Regions from separate parts of the Mus musculus genome. Here all the other regions are linked to region 7. A link is a contact called in public HiChIP or PLAC-seq and promoter capture Hi-C data. All regions are on one chromosome and are shown on one strand. Each heading gives the region's core, a stretch centred on a gene start, on an enhancer-like site or on the middle of the called end of the contact. The rest is flanking DNA. Distances are from core to core; before and after follow the strand shown. Region 1 holds the start of Rnh1 (ribonuclease/angiogenin inhibitor 1). Region 2 holds the start of Phrf1 (PHD and ring finger domains 1). Region 3 holds the start of Tspan32 (tetraspanin 32). Region 4 holds the start of Taldo1 (transaldolase 1). Region 5 holds the start of Ascl2 (achaete-scute family bHLH transcription factor 2). Region 6 holds the start of Irf7 (interferon regulatory factor 7). Region 7 holds the start of Mob2 (MOB kinase activator 2).

What was found. Promoter capture Hi-C pulls out the DNA fragments that hold promoters and counts their contacts. HiChIP or PLAC-seq counts read pairs in DNA pulled down with a chosen protein or histone mark.
Region 1: a promoter capture Hi-C map of pre-B cells shows a contact between it and region 7, with 3 times the contacts expected there. The contact joins the promoter of Rnh1 here to the promoter of Mob2 in region 7. A contact is called at or near these places in 2 of 39 promoter capture datasets (liver and pre-B cells).
Region 2: a promoter capture Hi-C map of pre-B cells shows a contact between it and region 7, with 2.4 times the contacts expected there. The contact joins the promoter of Phrf1 here to the promoter of Mob2 in region 7. A contact is called at or near these places in 3 of 39 promoter capture datasets (fetal liver, liver and pre-B cells).
Region 3: a contact with region 7 is called in a promoter capture Hi-C map of fetal liver, with 2.4 times the contacts expected there. The contact joins the promoter of Tspan32 here to the promoter of Mob2 in region 7. A contact is called at or near these places in 3 of 39 promoter capture datasets (the C10 cell line, erythroid cells and fetal liver) and 2 of 115 datasets of contacts at active chromatin or transcription factors (memory CD8 T cells and pancreatic cancer cells).
Region 4: a contact with region 7 is called in a promoter capture Hi-C map of pre-B cells, with 6 times the contacts expected there. The contact joins the promoter of Taldo1 here to the promoter of Mob2 in region 7. A contact is called at or near these places in 1 of 39 promoter capture datasets (pre-B cells), 1 of 484 Hi-C or Micro-C datasets (B cells) and 1 of 115 datasets of contacts at active chromatin or transcription factors (pancreatic cancer cells).
Region 5: a promoter capture Hi-C map of liver shows a contact between it and region 7, with 2.3 times the contacts expected there. The contact joins the promoter of Ascl2 here to the promoter of Mob2 in region 7. A contact is called at or near these places in 6 of 39 promoter capture datasets (cranial neural crest, embryonic stem cells, hippocampal neurons and 2 more) and 1 of 115 datasets of contacts at active chromatin or transcription factors (microglia).
Region 6: an H3K27ac HiChIP or PLAC-seq map of microglia shows a contact between it and region 7, with 4 times the contacts expected there. The contact joins the promoter of Irf7 here to the promoter of Mob2 in region 7. A contact is called at or near these places in 1 of 115 datasets of contacts at active chromatin or transcription factors (microglia) and 1 of 9 other capture datasets (adipose tissue).

The regions. Positions count from the first base shown.
Region 1 is chr7:141,167,482-141,170,646 of GRCm38.p6, forward strand. It overlaps Rnh1 (ribonuclease/angiogenin inhibitor 1), which reads right to left and starts at 1,455. Exons shown (of 10, transcript NM_145135.3): 1 at 1,195-1,455.
Region 2 is chr7:141,227,432-141,230,824 of GRCm38.p6, forward strand. It overlaps Phrf1 (PHD and ring finger domains 1), which reads left to right and starts at 1,357. Exons shown (of 18, transcript NM_001081118.1): 1 at 1,357-1,460. It overlaps Gm51460, which reads right to left and starts at 2,185. Exons shown (of 1, transcript XM_030243134.1): 1 at 775-2,185. The coding sequence starts at 1,780. The coding sequence ends at 1,292.
Region 3 is chr7:143,003,821-143,007,032 of GRCm38.p6, forward strand. It overlaps Tspan32 (tetraspanin 32), which reads left to right and starts at 1,839. Exons shown (of 8, transcript NM_020286.3): 1 at 1,839-2,198; 2 at 3,088-3,185. The coding sequence starts at 2,099.
Region 4 is chr7:141,390,730-141,393,769 of GRCm38.p6, forward strand. Taldo1 (transaldolase 1) reads left to right here and starts at 1,431. Exons shown (of 8, transcript NM_011528.4): 1 at 1,431-1,589. The coding sequence starts at 1,493.
Region 5 is chr7:142,967,709-142,970,842 of GRCm38.p6, forward strand. It overlaps Ascl2 (achaete-scute family bHLH transcription factor 2), which reads right to left and starts at 1,556. Exons shown (of 3, transcript NM_008554.3): 1 at 1,263-1,556; 2 at 192-991. The coding sequence starts at 1,272. The coding sequence ends at 210.
Region 6 is chr7:141,264,640-141,267,692 of GRCm38.p6, forward strand. Irf7 (interferon regulatory factor 7) reads right to left here and starts at 1,785. Exons shown (of 10, transcript NM_016850.3): 1 at 1,751-1,785; 2 at 984-1,405; 3 at 738-900; 4 at 436-652; 5 at 86-144; 6 at 1-16. The coding sequence starts at 997.
Region 7 is chr7:142,059,729-142,062,956 of GRCm38.p6, forward strand. Mob2 (MOB kinase activator 2) reads right to left here and starts at 1,306. Exons shown (of 5, transcript NM_028308.2): 1 at 1,257-1,306. The coding sequence starts at 1,273.

The DNA of each region.
Region 1 (3,165 bases), core at 205-2,704, 890 kb before region 7:
CTGAATAAGCATGACAGGCACTGGCTGTGGAAGGATGTATCTGAGGCCTAGAGACAAATACCCATGTCTCCACATTCCTAAGCAACTATCTGTCAAGCAAGCTAGCCTGGACAGCATGTGGGTATCCTGGAAGGCTTGAAAGAAGAGATCAGTGCTGTGCTCCTAGCACTGAAGGGAGAGCGGTACTAGGTTCTGTTTAAGAGAAACAGAAGTCACTTCAGCTGCTCTCTATAACAGTTACCGAAACTGGCAAACAGCTCTGTGTGAAGTTACAGTGCCTGGCACAACATGGCTTTACTAACGGGGTCTTCCCCTTCCTTCCCAGGGCTAGGAGGATACCCCCTTAATGCTAACCAGGAGCACTTTACACATATTGACACAAGGGCTAGTGACAGGGAAAACTGAGGCAACGGCAGAGATAACTCACTGTGGACATATAGCCAGGGCATGGAGAAACCAGTTAGCCCCACCCACAACTCGCCAGGGAGTAAAACCAGCACTGCCTGGATCAGATGTGTCATCCAAAGCCAGTCATCACTAGGGCACTGCCACTGGGGTGGGGTAGCTACAGTACTTCTAGTCACAGGTGCAACCCACACCTGCTCTCTTATGCACTACAGACTACAGGGTCCTAGAGTATCTACCTTTGAGGAAAGCACAGGACTGGACTTTATGGGAGGCAGGGTGCCAGCCAGTCCTGACGATCATCTGAGGTCAGGGGCAAGGGATGTGAAAGAACCCAGGCAGCTGGTTCTTCTCCCACACTCCTCCCCCTGTTTGGCCTTGGGACCAGGCAGGAGGTCCCACCAGCCTGGCTTAGAAGCATGATTCAGGCCTCTGCTTTGATGTGATTGGATATTGCTAACTAGCTGCTCCTAGCTGTTGGGTTAATCCTAGGATCTGAAGACACCCTCTTTGGGCCTTAAAGTGAGCGAGCGAACAGGTCGCTGGCGACGGAGCTATGAGGTCAGCCTTCAAGCACCAAGCAAGGCTCCTCTGAGGCACAAATGTGTCACCCTAAGGGAGGAACAGGCCTCAGAGACTCGCCGGGCCCGTGATCCCGCCCCCGCCCAATTTTTTGATCCCTCAAACCTTCTGGTCCAGCCGCTCTGCCACGTATTAAGAGGGCCAGGAAGGGACCCGAAAAAAACTCTCAAAGGCAGCCGGGCGCCCCGGAACATGGCCCTTGCTCACCTGGTGCCGCTGCAAGAGGTCCCAGACGATCCGTTTTCTTCCGCCCAGGGCGGGGCGTAGAGACTTTCGCCGCTTCTCTTTCTCTGGCCCCAACTAGCCTTTCACTTTGCCTACTGGAGACCGCCCACTAGGTCTGTCCCTCCCACATGCAGGCTGCACTTTGGGAACAGAACTTGACAAACCTGAGTCACTTCTTTGAGCCTGACTAAAAATACGTAAAATGATCCACAGCTGCCACGAAATGGGTGTGACTGTGATGAGAGCTTCTGGTATGAACACACCCATCTCTCCTACAGGCCGACCAGGTTTTCATGGCTAGAACAGTGTTCATTATGAACAGCCTTTCTCCCTGGGGATAGGGCTTGGGATGTCGAGAGCCTCTGATGCATGGGGCTCTCAAGCATTTCGTCACTAAGCATTTCTGATATTTGTCTTAAATATCGTTTATATATGAATGCTTCATCTGCATATATATCTGTGCATCGTGCCCAGGAAGGCCAGAAGAGGGTATCAGATTCTTGGGGAATGGCCACCATTCAGGTGTTGGGAACTACACCTGGGTGCTCTGGAAGAGCAGTGTCCTAAGCCATCCCTCCAGCCCATGTTTAAACTTTGTAACATACTCCCAAGTTATAGGATTTGCTTTTGGTTTCTGTATTTTTGAAATAAGGTCTTGATGTGTAGCCCAGGAGGGCCTTGAACATGCAGATTTGCTTCCTGAGTGCTGGGATTCTAGCACTGTGGAAAAAGTCAGCATTGAGAGTTTGTCACTCAGGAGCCCTGCTCTCTTGCACAAATGGCCACACACACCCTTGCCAAGGAACTGGCATCCATCCACCTAAGTGTTTGTTAAACACTTGTCATTTGCCAGATGCTGTTCTGAGTCCCTCCGGGAACTTTAATAATACAAGTAAAGGAGAGTCTAGCAGGCCAGCATAGGAAATCAGGAATTGTGTTCCCTAAAAGACCTGGGACAGGGAGCCCTGAAGGGAGAGAAGGAGGCAAAGAGACAGGCAAGAAAAGAGGCTGGAACTCAGCTTCATAAACCCTGTGCAGTGGCCACTACAGACAGAGCTTAATCTTCATCGCTGCAGAGCCATCCTCATGGAACCAATACCAACAACTGACCTGTGAAGTTGGGGATCAGTTCTTTGGGGAAAGATTAAAGCCTGCCCAATTAGAAGGAAAACTTTGGCCAGCCAGCCTTTATTTGTTGCTGCCATGAAGGAGAATTCCTGAAAAGAAGCTGTATCTACAGAGACTGGCTGATTAGAGTTTCAGTGCTGTGGAGAAATTGGGCTGGTGCAGTTCCAGAGGCTGCCTTATCCTGGGCTAGTTCTACCCCTCTAGAACAGCTCTTCCTTGCCTACCTGTGTTGCAACTAATATCTTGTGATCAGGCTGGCCTACAACTCACAGAGATGTGGCTTCCTCTTCCCCCTGACTGCTGGTAGGAAAGGCAAGTGTCACCACACCCAGCATCCTTTTGGAATCCTTTAGCAGACCAGTAGCTTCCACTAACCAAAAGCCAAGAATGTCATCAGTTGGCATCTTGGACTTACAGAAAAGCTTCCTTCCTCTTGTTGTACCAATCTCTCTGATGTACCCTTCAATGTACTTAAACTTGCCTTGTTTACTACTATTTTCTTCTGTAAAACTACAAAACGTCATGAAACTACCTCCATGGGAACACAGAATCTGGAGTAACCTAAATCTGTGTTCTCAGGCCATGGTCACTAACAATGACTCCAGAATAAACTATCTCTTATTCCTTTTAAGGTGAGAGCTGTAGTTGTTTTCATGGATACTGAGTACCCACAGACAAATGGCAGGGGCTACCAACTTAGGAGCCTGGGTTCAGGCAAGCCATGTGGCTGGCAGGTACAATGAGTTTCTAGCACCATACCAGGACCTCAGAACAAACTAAAGACAAGCACCTGCCTTCCTTCTACCAGCATGAAAGTGAGCTTTC
Region 2 (3,393 bases), core at 107-2,606, 830 kb before region 7:
AGTTTCTTTGTAGAATCTGGACTTTTTAGCACTGAAAGTCCCAGGTTCCAAAGCTGGTCCCCACTACCACCACATTTTATCTCCAAGGCAGCCTTTTGTCCTCTGCTCTCTGGGGATAACCCTAGCTTTCCCTCTTCTAAGTAGACTCCTATCTCCTCATCTTCATATTCTTCCTTCCCTCTCCTCCCTGCCCCTCTCATCCAGTTTCTCAGTAAATCTACAGTCTGTCTTCTCCTCCTTTCTTTTTCTTTTCTTTTCTTTTCTTTTTTTTTTTTTCTTTCTTTCTTTCTTTCTTTCTTTCTTTCTTTCTTTCTTTCCTTTTTTTTTTTTGTTGTTGTTCTTGTTGTTTTCGAGACAGGGTTTCTCTGTATAGCCCTGGCTGTCCTGGAACTCACTCTGAAGACCAGGCTGGCCTTGAACTCAGAAACCCGCCTGCCTGCCTCTGCATCCCAAGTGCTGGGATTAAAAGCGTGCACCACCACTGCCCGGCTACAGTCTGTCTTCTATTCCTATCAAAAGCCATCCCTTCTGAGCCACAGTGGTCCCTGGACCACAAAATGGGCAGTTGAGTCCAGTGAGCCATGATTGCCACCTGTTTAGTACCTCAGTGTCCTCTGATCCCCTCAGCCTCTAGGTCAGTCTCAGTTTTGTGGGTCTGAATTTTCCCTGAGTCCTCTCATGGTTCTTCCCCTAATCCTATTATGCTCCATACTTTGACCCCTCTCACCAGGCCTTTATGCGTACTAGGCAAGAAAGTGTCCTACTGCCAGGCGGTAACCTCTAGTTCTGTTCTTTCTATTAATTATCTGTGCCATACAATTAAGTTCTTCACGGTGTTCACAAGTTACTGTGCCTCTCCTCGCCGGGCTGAAGGGGACGGAGGAGCTCGTATATACAGGATCCATCATGATTAACTGCATACTGGAAGGGAACCTGAAGACCCAGGGGACATCCTGAAGCTTTTCTCTAGCGCTCCTCCAGCCGCGGGCTGCAGTTAAGTCCAGCCACCAGGAGGAGGCGCTCACGGGAGGGCGGGACGGTTGTGGGCGGAGACGTGGTCCCGGGGCCGCTCCCATTCATCGCGGCGGATGGGGAGTCGGACTGTACCAACTGCATGGAGGTGAGACCCACAGCCTGGTTTAGTGCACTGGTGAGAGCTCGGACAGCACACGCTCAGCAAAACACTGCTCTCCTCTGACAGTACTTGTGATGGGCTAGTCGGTGTTCTGAGAGGAAGGGGACGCGCTAACGTCTCGTCATCCTCCGCCGCGAGTTCCTCCCCGTTTTGGCCTTAGTAGTTTCCACCAACGGGCAGGGCAGAAAGTTCCGGAAGAGTATGGGTGCACTTCCGGGTCGGGGAGCGCGCGGCGACGGCGGCGGCGGCTGACCGGCCTACTTGCGGTCGTGTTCGGACAGAGGCGGGATCGTCTAGGAGCGTCCGGGAGGCGCGAGGTTCCCGGGTACGTGCGGTAGCCGCTCTGGCCCGGTGTCCCTGTCGCGTCCGGCCGCGCGGGCCACCTATGGTGGCCGTACGCTTTGTCTGTGGCCTTCCGGGCCGGCTAGGCCTACGTCGCTCTGGCCGCGGGTCGGTCCGGAGGACGAGAGGGTGGCTGAGGCCTCGAGCTGAGCCCCGGAACGTCCGGCTGCGACCGGGAGGCCCATGGGCGTGGTGCCGGCCACCTGTCTGGTCATGCGGGAACCTGGACTGGTGCATAAGAAAGGTGTGACCCCTAGCTACCTGGTTTTCTGTCCTGATGGCCCTCGCCCTGGCCAGCACCATCTGAACTTGCCCAAATTGTGCTTGATGTCGCGATTATCGTTTTCCTTAGTTCGAGGAGCCCTCCCAGCATTCTCGAGTAGGCACCACTGTCGGAGCTTTACAGCCATAGTTCGGAGAGGTAAAGTCACTTGTCAGTGTTACATCGCTGCAGAGTGGCAGAGCCAACATTGCTTTCAAACCTGTCTTCCTGTCTTGTGTTTGAACCCCGGGTTGCTCCCATCGTGTCTTGAAAGGAGTACTCTGCAACAGAAAACAGTAACGTGTCTGGCGACTGTCATCTTGGCCAGTGGTTGGAAGCACAGTTGGAGTTTGAGATTGACTTGCAGCTCGGCATTCCTCCTTTCTCCCCATAGACCACTCTATACTCATTCCTCTGGGAAGAATGCTGAGTGAAAAGGGCAACCTGTGGCGTCACTCAGCACTGAGAGAAAGCCAAGACTTGTGTGAGTGAGGTTCACAGAGTTCCTTATAGCTCCTCTTTTCTGAAAACTGGGACCATGACCGAGGTCCCCGTCATGAATGGGCCAAAGCTCTGTGTCTATCTCAGTCTGCATTTTCTAATATCAGAGACGGTGTGTTTCAGCAGGAGTCTGTGGCAAATTCTCTGAGCACCAGGTAGACGTAAGATAGTTTATCAGAACTCTTCTCCCTTTACTGTTCCCAGGCAGGAGCAACATGTGACAATTGACATTCCTTAAGTTATGCCCTCTGTGTTTAGAGACCATCAGCTCTTCTCCTGGCCTTTGACCTCTTGGAGAAGGGTTTCGCCCTTCCCTGTGGCTTTGAGTGGATAGCCTGTGTGTTCTTGAGGCCGATGGACCTCTAGGATCTGGGGCCCCTGATCTTGAGCCCTATTTTTCAGCTTTCTTATGCTGTTTTGTTTTGTTTTGTTTTTCTCTGACTGTGGACATTAGGTTTGGTGGGAAGCATAGGGTACCACAGGATAGGCTAGTGAGTTTTTGAATGAATTTTCTGTGAAAGGGGCTTCCTCTGGAAGTAACTGGGAAAGTTAGGTGGCACAGAGGAGTAAAGACCACATATATGAATAGGTTCTTATTTGGGGAACTAGAGCTTGGTACAGAAGGAAGGTCATATCTAGTGACATTTATGATCCTTCTTTCTCTCTTTTGTTTTTTGTTTTGTTTGTTTGTTTCTGAGACAGGGTTTCTCAGTGTCTCCCTGGCTGTCCTGGAACTCATTCTGTAGACAAGGCTGGTCCCAAACTTAGAATCCGCCTGTCTCTGCCTCACAAGTGCTGGGATTAAAGGTGTGCCACAACTCCCTGGCTCTCTCTCTTTTGTTTTTGAGGCAGGGTTTCTCTGTGTAGGCCTGGCTATCCTGGAACTTGCTCTGTAGACCAGACTGGCCTCAAAGTCAGAAGAGTGAAGACAGGAAGTCTTTTAAACATTGTTCTTACAGGCTTGCAAAGGAGGACTAGCAGGTGTTCCAGCTGACAAAGTCAGGAGAGGGACAGCCCAGCATCTTCTGCCTTTCAGCCTGGGCCACAGGAATGCCATAGTCCCCAGGAACTTCATCTGAGGTTTATAATCTGATGGTGGCCAGCTGAGCAGAGGCCAGTGGGCCAGCATTGGCCAAGAGTGACATGCCCACTT
Region 3 (3,212 bases), core at 589-3,088, 940 kb after region 7:
TCCAAAGCCCACTTAGCATGGCCTGCATATATTTGAATTTGCAGTACTGCCCATTCCGTGGCTTACATCATCCTGTGTGTTATTGCAGACGCACATTTTGACAGAGAGCCTATGGGAGTGGGGCACCGACCCTCTTGGGGGGGCTCCAGTTCTTGAAGTAAGCAAACACTTGCTCCTTTTCAAAAAGTGGCTGACAGAGTTTCAGATGGCTCTTTCTTATCGTGTATTGATTTATGTATGTGTTCCTGGGGCAGGGTGTAGGTGGAGGCACGTGGAAGCCAGAGGTCAACCTCAGGTGTCACTGGCTGGCTGGCCAGTGAGTCCGGGCAGCATCGTCCTGCCTCAGCCTCCATGGCACTGGGATTACAAGCATGCGCTGCCATGCCTGACTTCTTTAACATGGGTTCTGGGGTATCCGACCTCAGGTCCTCATGCTTGCACTGCAAACACTTCAACTGAGCCCTGTCCCCAGCCTGTGTATTTTGAGGTGGGGGTCTCACTGAGTGTGTTAGGTTAGCCTCTGACTTGCTAATACCTTCCTGCCTCAGCCTCCCAGGTGCTGGCTGTGGGAAGCATGCTCTGCTTTTGTTTTTCAATCAAATATGGCTAGTTCACCGAAGGTCAATACAAACAGACTTCCTCCATCTTGAAACGCCTATGCCTGTTTGCCCAACCCCTGGACATTTCCTGAGATTTGACTCTATCACACCCTTCCCCTCTGTGCCAGTTATGAATTGGTTAATGCCATCAGGTCGGTCATGAGACACATTTGCCACTTGCAGAAGTCCTGTTTGGGGATTAGTCCCAGGAGGACTTTGGGACATGAGGTCTAACCAAACACTAAAGGTTTTTACGTAGCTGGACAGTTACAGGTTAGTACACCCTTACAACCAATGCCATGCCTTATAACCATAGGTCCTTCTCTTTCTGCTCCCCTCAAGACTCCACCCCTCCCCATGCTGCAGTGTAGCCCAGCCTACCCAAAGGGAGGCCTCATGCCTACAAAAATCCAGTTATCTTGGGCCAGGCCAGAGCAACAGCTGGTATAGAAACTGCCCCCCTTCCGGCCTGCCCTTCTTCCTTCCCCCAACACAGCCACTAGGTTACAAGGGTTGCTGACAGATAGGAGGACACAATGATACCTACTGTGTCTGCTGTGGTCTGAGGTCCCCACCCACTGGGGAACCACAGAAGGGAGGAGAGTAAAGAGGAAGGGAGGAGAGGGGAGGTGAAGGGAGGGGAGAAGAGAGGAGAGGAGACGAGGGCAGAGAGGAGAGGAGCTGAGCACCATGGGGCACTGGAATCGAATCAAGATTGCCAAATGCCAGATACTGATCACCAACTTCCTAGTCTTGGTAACATGCATGTGGGGCAGGAGTGGATGGGTGGGCAGGCAGGAGAGGAAATAGTTCACCATGCCCGGGCTTCCAGCACTGTGGTCTTCCCTCCTGCCACACCACAGTCCCTCAGACTGGTTCTGGGTCCCTGGTGGCCACCTTTAGAGGACTGTGAACATCTGTACCTGATGTCCTTGTAGGCAAGGGTCAGTGAAGAGCCTGGGAAAACCTAGGTTGGCTGGTGACTTAAGAGTGTGCAAGGACTACCCGGAAGGGGTGCTGCTTGGGACCCAGAGACTGGGACTGCCAGGTCAGGGACTGCAGACGAGTCTCTGCAGACAGTTTGATATGAGCTCCTGGGTCTTCAGATGGGAGGACACAGCGATACCTACTGTGTCTGCTGTGGTCTGAGGTCCCCACTCACTGGTGAACCACAGAAGGGAGGAGAGTAAAGAGGAAGGGAGGAGAGAGGAAGTGAAGGGAGGGGAGAGGAGAGGAGAGGAGAGGAGCTGAGCACCATGGGGCACTGGCTAGTGTGTTTTCTACTTATCTCTGTGTGTAGTACACTATCTGTGAGTGCCTGCCCACAGAAATATGTAGGCCTCCTGTAGCTGCCTTGTTCCTGTGCACCAAGGAAGCTGGAGGGAGCCAGGCTGGGGGCCTAAGAAGCCCAGACCCTATATTCTGTCAGGGTGAGGGGCCTCTGCAACTCCCCAGCGCTGACAGTGAGCCCACTTCACCCTCAGCTGCTGGGCCTCTCTATGGCCACCATGGTGGTTGTCATTCACTTTGGAGACCACTTTACTGTGATTGGCCATGCATCGTTGGAGAGGAACCCCTATGAAACACTGCGCTATTGGGGTAAGTGAGACCAGAAATGGCTGTGGAGTGGAAGTGAGAGGGCTCCAGGGCCAAACACATCTGGGAGGAACAGACCTTACTCCCCAGCCCTAGGCTGCCCAGAGGAGCTGGCTTTGGCCAAAAACCAGAGGTCAGGAGTAGGGAGAGGCAGCCCCAGTGTCTGGGTTGGACTAACAAAGGTGGGGAGGTTTAGGCGACAGCAGGCACTCCTGCCTTGATTCGCCTGCCCCATAGCAGTGGTGAAGCTGTGGCAGGGCCCAGATCTATGTGTTCAGGGCAGGGATCTCCTGGGGCCCACTCAGGTGGGCCTGTGGGGCTTGGCAGGGAATACCATATACAGAGGGCAGAAAATGTGCAGCTAGGACCCAACCTGCCAGGGTGCCTCACTTCCACAAGAACAAGGCCACTTTAATAAGAGGAATGCAAGGAATCTAGGAAGGTCACCACCCAGTAGGAAAAAGTGGAAAACTGAGGCCCCTGAATGGGGGATGGGTAGCCCCAGTCCCTGCCTTCCAAGGCACTAGGCCTCCCTTAGGCAGGAAGCCTGGGGCCTGGGCCTGCACTGATAAGGTACAGCCTACACTGTCACCTGTCACTAGAGTATGGGGATGTCCTTAAAGATAGTCTGTGAGGCAGGGAGGACAGGAGGAATGGGGGAAAGAGTACTGTCTCTTAGCTACCTTCTCTTCCCCCTTCCTTCTCAGCCTCAGGAGGACAGGCTATTGGGCTATGGACATTCCTTCTTTTGAGCCAGAGATATGTGCCTTTTGGGACCTCCCCGAAGGTCAGTTCTAGCTCTGTGACTCCCAAAGTAGATAGATTTCAGATCCAACCTCTATGCCCAGTCCCCAGGCTAGATTCCATACCCTCTGTCTTTCTCTTCCCACAGCCTTCTATGTGGGGATCAGCCTAGCGGGGCTCCTGAGCCTGGGAGCTGCTCTGAGCACCATAGCCACTGTGAGGGAGGCCCATGGCCTCATGGCTGCGGTAAGTTCCATGTGCTGCCAGACGACC
Region 4 (3,040 bases), core at 181-2,680, 670 kb before region 7:
GGAAGGCAGGGGCAGGAAGACCAAGAGTTCAAGGCCAGTCTCCTTTCAAAGAAAAATCTATTTTTAAAAGATACTAAAAAAAAAAAAAAAAAAAAAAAAAGTGTGTTGGTTACTTTTTTTTGTCAACTTGACACAGCTCGGATTTTGCAGGAGGAGGGAACTTCGAATGAGAGAATGCCTCTGTCCTCAAGATTAGCAAGTCAGTCGGCAAGGCTTTTTCCCTTTGGCGAGTCTGGAGCTCCCTATGTAAACCAGGCTGGCCTTGAATCCACCTGCCACTGCCTCCAGAATGCTGGGATTAAAGGTCTGTACCACCTTGCCTGGCTCCGTTTTTAAGAAAAAATTAATTTTAAGATTAATGATTGATAAGGGAAAGCCCATAGCACCACGGTGAGTGGTGCCATCCCTGAGCAGGTGGTCCTGGAAGTTCAGGGCTGTAAAGAAAGGAGGCTGTGCAAACCAAGGGAGGCAAGCCGGTGAGAAGTTTTCTCCAGGCGCCTTTCTTGCAGTCCTTGAGTGATAGATTGTTACTTGGGAGGGTAAGGTACAATCAACCTCGCCTAGTTGCTTTGGGTGGTGGTGTTTATCACAGCAATAGAAAGCAAACTAAGACGAGTGGTAAACAAAATATTAACAGAAAATATCCGGCATACACATATATGTGTAATAGCTTGAGCCAGCATATTCAAAGAACTGCAAATCAATAATGGGAACACTGTAAAAGAAACTGCCCTTACTATTTTTATTCATGACTGAAGATTCAATTCCCCATCTCAACTTTCTCAAACTGCTGCTTATTCCAGACAGACTTCCAGCCAGGGGAGATGCAAAATCATGGGCAAGGGAAGGATCACCCAGCAGCTTAAGGCAACACCAGAACCACTCCATCTGGGAAGCGGAAACTGGTGGCTTTGCCAGAAGTCGCCCATGGGGCCATACACCTGTATTGATTCTCAGACTGTGCTTTAGCTTGTCTGCCTGTAAGCAGGGGCTGCACCGAGCTTGACTTATCGCGATCAGCAGAGAGGGCGCAGCTCCCAGTCCCTAAACTGGGAGTAGGGGAGTCCCACAGCTGGAGAAAGGGTGCACTTCTGAAGCCCCTGTAGGGAATGCACAGTTGGAGGCAAGGACCCGCTCAAGGATTAGCATGGGTGTGGAGCGAGAGCGCTGCCACCCATCCATCCGTAGTCCGTGGGGTCTGAGGCTTACTGAGCGCGCGTCTCAGTAGAATCCGTTGTCTGTTCATTCTACGCATCCGAGCTCTAGAGGGGTACAAAGAATCCACTCTCCTTGGACTGGTAGAAACTAACCACTCGCTACTGGGGAAGAGAACTCCGACCGTGACACGGGGCGTGGTCTATGGCAAGGTCTCCAAGTACATGGGCGGGGCTCGTCGTCAGGCTTCATTTAGCTTTGCTTTGATTGGCCAGGACGCGCGGGGCATTGTGGGTTAGCACGCACCGGCTACCGCCTCAGCTGTTCGCGTTTCGCCATGTCGGGGTCCCCGGTAAAGCGCCAGAGGATGGAGTCCGCCTTGGACCAGCTCAAGCAGTTCACCACCGTGGTGGCCGACACGGGTGATTTCAATGGTAAGAGGACGCGGTGCATGCGCCCTATTTAAGCTGCTGCGCCCCCAATTTTGGAACCAGCACCGGTGTGGGTGTCAGGGGCGGGGCCTCGCGGGCGCTGGAGCTGGGATTGGTGAGTTTGCGGAACCTTCAAGGATCAATAGCTCCTGGGCTATTGGTGACCCTGGGAGCCCGGCGCGAAGCCTCGGTGGGTAGAGGTAGTCCGAGAAAGTCTCCCTGACCCGGGGTGCCCCCACCCCTACTCCCAATTCCCTACGATGACACAGGCTCAACTTTGGAGCCAGTGCAGTCTGCAAGACTGGACACCATCTGCTTTTTGCAGCCTGTTGCACTGGTTTTCCACATGCAGCTGGTTACTCTCTATGGGCAGTACACAGCATGGCTGGAGTCAGACCAGTTGCACACACTAAATCAAATGGTTATCATTGTCATACTTCCTTCTCTTTTGAGACTGGGTCTCACAGTGTAGCCACAGGCTGTTCTGGAACTCCTGGTAATCCTTCTATCTTAGCCTTAGTGCTGGATCAGGCAGTGCCACCATGCGCAGCTCCAGTACTCAGATTTTCCTGGACTTGGTAGGGACGCGGAAAACAGGTGGAAAGACTTGTGCTGTTAGTCTTGCTCTCATCCTTGGAGGGTGGTGGAGGTGATCTCACATGTGCTGTGAGAAAGACTTTCAGGAAATGCTCCGTGTGAGCTCAGTACAAAAGCACTTCTGCTCTTTTCTGCTTTCTCACGGTGACTTGAGAAACAGGCTTTAATTCCTCATGAGTAAGTGCATTGTTTATCTCTCAGAGAGTCGCAGAGAGTGATTAGGCATATTTGGGCTGCTTAGCTATAAAGGACAGACTTGATGTGGGTCTAATAGCAAACCCGTCTGACACAAGCTGTGTTCGTCAGCTTCCAGAAATCCATCTGGGAGTCCTAAGGTTTTTCCACTGTGTGTGTAGTGCAGAGTTTACCGGCTAATGTTTGTGAAGAGAGCAAGAGACAGGCATGGTAGCTCACACCTGCATTTGGGAGGCAGAGGCAGGCACATCTTTATGAGTTGGAGGCCAGCCTGGGCTACATGGTTCCAGGCTAGCCTGAGCTACATAGTAAGAGCCTGTCTCAAACAACAACAAAGAGCCAAAGAGCACATTCATTGACAGTGTGGCTTAAAACAAATAATTATAAACATTGTCAGATTCAAAATCTATTTTATATACTTTATTTATTCAAAGTCTTTTTTTTTTTTTTGTCAGATGGTAAAGGTTTCTTTTGGTGTTTATTTGTTTGAAGACAGGGTTTCTCTGTGTAGCCCTGACTTTCCTGGAATTTGATTTATAGACCAGGCTGGCCTCGAACTCACAGAAATCTGCCTGCCTCTGCCTCCTAAGTGTTGGGATCAGCATTGTGCACCACCCCTGCCCAGCTGTGGTGAGGGTTCTTCACCCCTTGGGTATCACAGG
Region 5 (3,134 bases), core at 306-2,805, 910 kb after region 7:
CAATCCCGGACAAACAAACGCCGGTCTTGCTCAGGCTTGAAAAAGGTTGAGGAAAAATGAAGCGTGCGCGAAATCCAAGTGATCGCCCCAGCTGAGTCCTGGCTGCACAGGGTCCCCGTGGCGCTAAGTGTCAGGCCCGCCCACCACGTGTCTCCCTTACTGCTTCGCCTCCCCGCCGTCCTGGAACTTACCTTAGGGGGGTGGGATGCTCAGTAGCCCCCTAACCAACTGGAAAAGTCAAGCAGCTCCTGCTCCATCGGGCTTAGCTCTCCCTCGCAGCTGCTTTCCTCCGACGAGTAGGCGGAGCGCGGGGAGGTAGGCTCAGAGCAGCCCAGGCGGTCCGGGGACGGAGACGTAGAGGCGCAGGACAGAGACGCGCTGGCAGGGGAGGCAGAGGGCTGCGCGCACTCATCGGACGGCGGAGTAGCGGGTGTTAACAGCCCCCCAGCGAGCGCGGCACGCACCGCGTCGTGCTCTGCGAGCAGCCGCTGCAGCGCACGAATGTACTCTACCGCGGAGCGCAGCGTCTCCACCTTACTCAGCTTCTTGTTGGCGCCGCCGTGCGGCACGTGCTGCCGCAGCGCCTGGAAGCCCAAGTTTACCAGCTTTACGCGGTTGCGCTCGCGCTCATTGCGGCGTGCCACGGCAGCCGAGCTGCTGCTGGCCTCGGTTGCTCCAGATCGCCGCCGCCGGCTGCAGCGCAGCAATTCCGGAGACGCTTGTCTCCGCCGAGCAGCGCAGGCTCCAGCGACTCCAGACGAGGTGGGCATGAGTCTGGGCAGCGCGCCGCCGTCCATCAAGCTTGCATTCAGCCCCTGGGCCCCTGCTACGAGTTCTGGTGCGGCACAGGAAAAGTGCTCGCGAGGAACCGGGTGCGGTGGGAAGTGGACGTTTGCACCTTCACGGGCCTCAGGCAGGGCACTGCTGCAGGACTCCCTAGGGCACGCGTCGCTGGCCTCCTGCAGTCCTGGGACCCCGTACCAGTCAAGGTCTGAAAGAGTAGGGAAGCGTGGTACTCTCGTGTCCCGCGCGTGCTGTCAGGCGCTCCCCAAGTCTCCCTTTACGCGGCTCAAGCGGCTCCTTTTTTTTAAAAAGTATAGATAACTCTCCTCCGCCCGCCACCGCCTCCTTTCTCACGCCCTCCTTCCTTCGCCTCGCCCTCCCGCCACGCTTCACCCTCCCCTTGGCGTACACATTCTGCAAAGCTGACACCGTGCGCTTCCACCCCCACCCCTCCCGGGTGCAGTTCATGGCCTACTGACGTGCTTCCATGCTCCGGGCAGATGCTTAGCTTATTGCGTCCTCGAAAAATCCTCGAGTGCAGATCCCGAACTGCGCTCCGCAGGTCCCGCACACTCAGGGGCTGAGAGAGGGTCCGAGAGAGGGTCCGAATGTACTCTACAGGCACCTCCACCCGTCCTGGTGCTCAGCCCTTAAGCCCCAAGAGCTGCCAGGTCTCCGCACACCTAGCGCTTGCAGCCGGATGAAGAACCGGACCAAGCTTTGCGGTGACCAAGAGGTAGGAGGCAGAAGAGCGCGACCCCCTAGGGTAGCACGAGCCTCAAACCCGCACCCACGTCCCTCCCCCTGGCGGAGGAGGCGGGAGCCGGGGTCTCAGCCAATCTGGGATCGCCCGTTTGGCCAATGACAATTGGCGCGGTCCTATGCCGGGGCCAGAAGGAAGCGTACGCCTGGCGCGTGGCTCCAGAGATGGGGGAGTGTCTCGCACAAGGCTCCACGCCCACTCCGCCCCACCCTGCTCCTCCACCAGGACCCGGTGTCCACGCATTGCAGGAGCACACCTGTGCCCCTTGAGTGTGAGAAGGGCTTGAGGAGTGGTTCAGACCAGTAATGGGAAATTTCATGTTCCTGGGCACCTGTACCCATTTAGCCCCTCATGCACACCCCATGCCTCTGTGTTTTCAAGAATCCCCAGGACCGGTTGCCCTGACCTGAGAGAATACAATCAAGTCCACTCCTTTCTCACACTGTCACCCATCTGCACCTTACAGCCAGCTCTCCAAGTCTGGGTCTCTTTTCCTAATGGTGAATCTACCCAGACTAGTTTTTGTTCGGTTCCTGGACTTTTTGTTCAATAACACTTCTTCGGATTCCAGCAGACCTCTCAGTCCCATCCTTCCCCTGAGGCCGGTGGAGGGAAGGTTGAAGGGGAAGGGAAATGCACTGACCTTGTCAAAGTCTCAGTTTTGCCCCATTGTCCCAGAAGTGTGCTCTCAAGGCCGTAGCAAGCCCAATTTTTCCCTCAAAGGACTAGGTAGGTGCTTGGGAGCCAAGCAAGACCTATAGGGTTCAAGTGGTCTATCCTGTGGGTAGTAACCTGGAGTTACTTTCTTTGTAAATATCCGACTGGGGGAGGGCTACCAAAACCAGGCTTCTCTCTGCTTTCGCACTGCCTTGGAGCATGTACTGCCAGTGTGGGGCTGCCTGCAGGTTCCATGACTCTCCAGGATTCGTCAAGGCTGTATCATCCTAATCCAGCCTTTTGATAACCTTGCTGTGGGAAGTGGGCAGTGAGTCGAAATTTCCCGGGTGTCTGCTAAGAGCACTTGGATAAGTCTAGTCACTTCTCTGCTGTTTGGAGCAATCCAGTTGGTCTGGGGAGATTGTTAAGTAAAGCACTTGCTGTGCAAGTGTGAGGACCTGAGTTCAAATCCTCAGAACCCATAGAAACCCAAGATGCCAAGAAGAGAATTCCTTCAAACTTCCAGGCCAGCTAGCCCCAGGACTGCAATAATGAACAACAACGTCTATCTTAAACAGGCTGGAAGGGAAGGACCAACATCCAAGATATCCTCCAACCTCCATACACACTGCTGTGCTCATCCTTGCACACGCAAGCATGCACACATATACAGAAGAGATGGAAACAGTTTGTATCCTGGTGCCCTGAGGAGGTTTGATCTGCAAACCCTCACTGTACGGAGACCACTGCTGCCCTGTTTCCTCCCTGCCTTTCCCTAAGTTGTTTTTTGTACTTTTCCTCCATTTAGGGGTGGTGGTGGGAGAGTCTCCTGAAGCTTAGGTTAGCCCTTAATTCACTACATAGCTAAGGATGACTGTGAACTTCAGAACGTCTATCTTCTTCTTATATCTCCAGATAGATTATAGGCATG
Region 6 (3,053 bases), core at 535-3,034, 790 kb before region 7:
ATCCTGGGGACACACCCTGTAATAGACAGCATAGTGGTAGGCACCTGCCGATCCCCCACACCTAGGAAGGATGGACCAGATGTACCTGTGTGGGCAGAGCATTGCTGAGGCTCACTTCTTCCCTATTTTCCGTGGCTGGGCCCACTGAGGGAGAGGAGTGGGGAGGGGAGATTTGGTTACGATGCCCAAGCAGTTCCAAAAGTTCTCTATTTCTCATACCCTCTGTTCCCAAACCACCAGGTACCTCACTCAGCCCAAGGCTCTGACTTAGCAGGAAGTGTGCACTCCCCCTCCACCCCGACACACACACACTTTGGAAGGAGAGGAACTGAATCTACAACTAGTTTCAAAAACCACAAATCAAACCATTGAAACCACCAAAATGACAGAGGCCATGTACCTCCCTGGCCCATCCCTGTTTGTGGCACTGCTCACCAGTAGATCCAAGCTCCCGGCTAAGTTCGTACACCTTATGCGGATCAACTGGATCCCCTGAATTGTCTTGGCGCAAGATAAAACGCCCTGTGCTGTGGAGTGCACAGCGGAAGTTGGTCTTCCAGCCTCTTCGCTCTCTTCGCTCAGCAGCCTCAGCCTCTGGGGGTGGCAGGTTAACTCCACTAGGTGGCCACCTCCCTCGGGCCACAGCCCAGGCCTGAAGGAGAGGAGAGAGCATGGGTTGAGGCTGGATTCCCCCAGGAGTTCTGGCAGATTATAAAGAGGGCAGGACTGGGTACCACCTTGAAGATCTGTGCATCTTCTTCATCCAGATCCCTACGACCGAAATGCTTCCAGGGTACGCGGAAGACTGTGCGAGCCTCGTTCAGCCACTGCAGCCCCTCGTACTGGCCGCTGCTGACCTCCCCCAATAGCCAGTCTCCAAACAGCACTCGCTGGACCCCCCTGCAGGCAGAGCAGCCACGCTGGGGTTAGGGCTAATGTAAGGGACACAGGACCCAATACAACCAGGGTAGACATGTTCTCACCTCACTTCAGCCATTGCTCCGTCTACACAGGCAGTCTGGGAGAATCAAAGTAGATGCTACTACTCTGTGATGCCTTGTAGTCACTGGAGCAGTCAGCTATTGCAAATAAGGCCCCTTGGGTGCCTCTATGGTTTTAGGTTGTAGCCACAGATAGTGTGACCAAGTTTCACAAATGTGTTTTAAACGTTACAAGTGTTGGTAACAGGTAGGAATTTCAGTTTCACAAGTGTGACCCAGGTATTAGGGTGTTGAGGGTCACAGATGAGGTTTGAGAACTTGTGGTCACCTAGGTTCAGAACTCAGTGTAGATTCCTCTGCCAAGGTGGCTGTAGATGTGACTACAGATGTAGCGGGAGCGCACACGTGATGTCACAGGTGTTAATCCAGCGTCCGAGCCTGGATGGGCTGTCACAGGCTGGACCCTGCGAAGACACAAAAGGGGCGGGCCCAGACGAGTAAAACGAAACTGCATCTCAGGAAAATGAAACCTAAACAGTCTAAACAGCGCCCGGTAGCTGCTGGCTTCCCGCTGTCTCCACTGTCTCCATGCCTACCAGTGCAGTCCTCAAACTACACCCGACCCTTACTCAGATCCCAATCCCTGCAGACCCAATTGCAAATCCTGCCGGGACGTCTGCCCTCCTGTTTCCCCCGAGCTTCTCTTCACTGCCCTTCACTGATCACTCACTACTCTGTAGAGGGGACAAGAATTTCCCCTGTGGCACTAGCTCACCTCCCTCCCCGAGTGGCCCAAGAGTCCCACATACCTGGTACCGGAGCCGCCGGGACGGGTTTTATCTCAGTGAAAAGGAGGGTGCCAGTGCTTTTATAGTACTTCGGGCAGAGGCGGGGCAGAGCCCAGGCAGGGTGTGGCTTAAGGGCTCCAGACGTCACTAGGGTGTCACTAGTTTGTAGCACTCAATTGCAAATCCTTCCCTCCTGTTCCCCCCCCACCCCCCAGCTTCTCTTCACTGCCCTTCACTGATCACTCTCTCAGATTCAGTCTTCCAGGCTCTTTGTAGATTCAATGAGAGAGGCTGACCCTGCTTTGGACAGAACAGCCATGTCTTGGAGGACAGTAAGAATAGTAAGTAGGTGGAGGTCTATCTGCCAGGCTCAGCCCCTGGTGGAAGTGTGGGAAAGGTCTTTCCCCAGGACCTCTTCAGGAAAGCACATTGGGACAAGGCAGGGATACCCACAACAGTCAGTAGGTTTTGTTTGTTTATTTGTTTTGTTTAGCTGGCTGAAAAAAATCTTAGAAAGTGGAGTCTAAAGAGAGACTATGGTACAATTTGGCTTAACACTGAGAATGGTACAGATAAGAATATACCATCTGGGGGCTGGTGAGATGGCTCAGCAGGTCAGAGCACGACTGCACTTCTGAAGGTCCTGAGTTCAAATCCCAGCAACCACAAGGTGGCTCACAACCATCCGTAACAAGATCTGACTCCTTCTTCTGGTGTGTCTGAAGACAGCTACAGTGTACTTACATATAATAAATAAATAAATCTGAAAAAAAAAGTAAACTGGGCATGGTGGTGCACGCCTTTAATCCCAGCACTTGGGAGGCAGAGGCAGGCAGATTTCTGAGTTCGAGGCCAGCCTGGTCTACAAAGTGAATTCCAGGACAGCCAGGGCTACACAGAGAAACCCTGTCTCAAAAAACAAACAAACAAAAAACAACAACAACAACAACAAAAGTATACCATCTGGGAAGAATATACCATCTGGACAGAGGTTGAAGCAGAAGGATTGAGGCCAACCTGTGTTATAGAGTAAGACCCTGGAAGCTGAAGAGGCAGCTCAATAGTTAAGAGCCCTGGCTGCTCTTCCAGAAGTCCTCAGTTCAATTCCCAGCAACCATACGGTGGCTCACAACCATTTTTAATGGGACCTGATGCCCTCTTCTGGCACACAACTAAATATATATAATATATCTCCACAGTCAAGGGTTGTGTCCATCCTTCTTCAGAGAATCTTTTGTTTTGTTTTGTTTTGTTTTTGTTTTTTGAGACAGGGTTTCTCTGTGTAGCCCTGGCTGTCCTGGAACTCACTCTGTAGACCAGGCTG
Region 7 (3,228 bases), core at 56-2,555:
CGGGGGGATGTCCTCTGAAGGCTCACTCTGCAACTTCCATTCTTCCTACTTTTATAGTAATACTATGAAAGAGGGACAGAGGAGTTTAACGACTGGCTTCTGGTCAGCCTCCAAGCAAAAAGCACCTGGATGGGTATGAGCCTGGAAAAATTACACATACAGCAGTGGTCAGCTTCCTCAGTCACCAAGCTGACAGATCTAGTTCACTTGCAGTGAAACCATACCTTGGCCAAGTTATAGTCAAGTGCTGGCCCTCTCCACAAGTGCACAAAGGAAGAATGGTCTGGAATAGGCTGGTTTCAAATATGTGTCCTATGCTTAAAACCCCTGGGCTTCAGAGACCTTGTTAAAGGCCAGGACATAACATCTGCCAAGCTTACCATATGCAAAACATGTGCTGGCCCTTACCTCAGTTAACCCTTCAGTAAACCTGTACTGCAGATTTCACAGCTTCCATCTGACAGACGATCCATTACAAAAAAGTCTAGAGAGGACCACATAGCTAGGAAGCAGATAGGAACCAGTGACAGGGCTTCCTCTTGAAGAAATAAGATGAGCCTCCGCCTAGTCCCCCGTGTCACCCACACTTAACGTCCTGAGTGGCACTATGTGGCTCCCGGCCTCCCTTAGTCTCTTGATTATCCCTGGGGCTGCTCACTTAGTCCGCTGTCTCCCTAGGTTGCAGCACTGGGAGGTCAAACAGCCTCAGACGTCCTGACAGTGCCACCACTACACTTTCCTCCGCCTTCCCCGCTTCTATCTCCAGAGTCCCGCGCAGCCCTCGTACTGCCGAAGCCGAAGGCCGGCTCTCTCTGTGGTCCAGCAGGATTATACGGACCCCACAGCAGGGCCGCGGACACCGCCACAGGGTCGAGAACCGAGCCGCCGGGAGAGCGCGCGCGGCTAGGAGCGCCCGCCTCTCACTCTCCTCAAAAGTAAATTGGAAGAAAGTCACTTGGGCGGAAGAACTTTCGCAGGCCCCGCGAAGACCGACGACCGACAGTGCCAGGTGCCCGACTCGCGGCCCGTCGATTCGCGGCGAGGGACCGCGGCCTCTCGGGACAGCGCCTCGGGGACCGGGCCTCTCTCCCGCCGGCCGGCCGGCCGGCCGCCTGCCCGGCCTCCCAGCACCCCGCAGCGGCTGGCCGTCCTTCCGTGCCCCGGCCCCTCCTGGAACCCGCTGCCCGCCGCCCTACGCTCCCTACGTTCGCCGCCGCCCCGCGCAGCGCCGCGCTACGCCGTCCTCCGCCACTCACCCCATGAGCCAGTCCATGGCTGCGCGGAGCCCGCGCCTCGCTCGGCCTCAGCCCCGCCGGCGGCCGGAAGTAAACACTCGATGGCTCCCGCCCGCTGCCGGACGTGACGCGCGCACGGCTTGCTGGGACGCGTAGTCCCAGCGGCCCCTGCGGCGATGTCCCGAGTACCTGTTCTGGAGTGTCAGGACCTTTCCCCATCGCCAACCTCGGGGCTTCGAGACCCAGGAGCATCCTGTATCTGAAGACCATCCAGAGTTTCTGGATCACCAGAGTGAGAATAACTTCAGAGGGCCCCAGAAACCCAGACGCCCGGAACTCCAGAGTGCCTCGGACTCGCAAACTGCCTGTCATTGCGCAGTGCCCTGGATCCTGGAGTATCACACCCCCGGTGTCTCTAGAGTGACCCCGGTGTTGCACACCTCTAGTGTTAGGACACTATAGAGTGCCTTGACCCCAGGAGTGAACCTTACCACCAGCGTGCCTGAATCTGTGGAATGCACAGACCCGTGGGAGTCTGAAGTTCCTGGGACCTGAGTATCCCTGACCCCAGTATCCCAGACCTGGGAGTATCCAGACCCCCCAGGCTGGAACATCGGAGTTCCTCTGCTCTGCAGGATGTGTTCCTTTCCTCTGCAGTGCCTCACCCCTTGCTGCTTACATCCCTCCTGATGTCCATCTTCCCACTGTTATCATCTTTTGCCCACACCTAGTGCCTCTGCCAGAACTGTTCTGACCACACTTGCCTCTTCTGTGTCCCTTAGCTTTGCTGGCCGTTCATTTGCATCCCAGCTGCCCGCCCCAGTGGACATGATTGTCCCCTTCAATCCCCATCTGTTCCCTTCCTCTATGTGCTGTACCCTCTGGCTCCTGGGTGAGCCTCTATTATCCAGGATACTTCTCTCCAGCGAGTAAGTCTCTTCATGATCCAGGGTATCTCTCCTATTGTCCGCTCTTTCCAGAGCCTGACCAGTACTAGGAACTCATTGAATACTTTTTGAAAGGCTGACTCTCTATTCTCTACACTGGAGAGATGCTTGCAGGAGCACACAGTTGAGCAGAAGGATCACAACAACCTAACTCACTAGTGTCTTCAATAGAGTGTCATGAATATCAGGCACCAGACAGATAACACCTTCAGGCCAACTGCCTGCTGTAATACAGCTGTCATATACTTGAAATGGGATTCACCTTCCCCAAAGAACCATTCCAGGATGCTGGGAAATGTCCAGTCCATTCCTTCTTTATAGCATGAACAGTCAGGCACTGGGAGTGGGTGGGGTTGCAGTTTTATCAGCAAAAAATACCTGAGATGAAACTGAAATAATAATGAAAGATCTGGAGAGGGAAAAGTCCCAAGTCAAGACCATATCAGGAGGAGAAAAATCAGGCCTGTGTTCTCCTCTGTTTCTATTCCTATGGATGCCCAGTCATACTGGATGACTTCCCCACACCATAATCACTTTGCTTTAGCCAGACGTCAGCTGATTACCTTGCAGTGTGGCCTTGTCCACTGCTTCCGAGGAGCATCAGTCATTGGTGAGCTAGTCTGCTTTTGACTGCCACCATCTGCCATCAGCTGCTGCACTAGATTGGGTGTCATGAGTTGTGCTAGTCTCTTCCAGTTTCTAATGTGGGACAGTTGAACGAGCTGTTTAATGGCCTGTGCCTCTATCTCTTTTCTTATATGTATTTAAAAAAAAAAGGTGTGTGTGAGTGTGTATGTGGGTATGAATGTAGGTGTGTATATGTACCATGTATGTTTGCTGCCTGCAGAAGCCAGAAGAGATCATCAAATTCCTGGAGCTAAAGTTACAAGTATTTGTGAACTACTCGGTGTGAGTCCTGGGACTTGAACTCCAGTCTTGTAGAAGAGCAGCAAGCACTGTTAAACTCTGGGCTTCTCTCCAGCCCTCGATTTCCCTTTCCTCTTCCTTTCTTTTCTTTCTTTTTTGCTTTTGTTTTTTGAGACAGT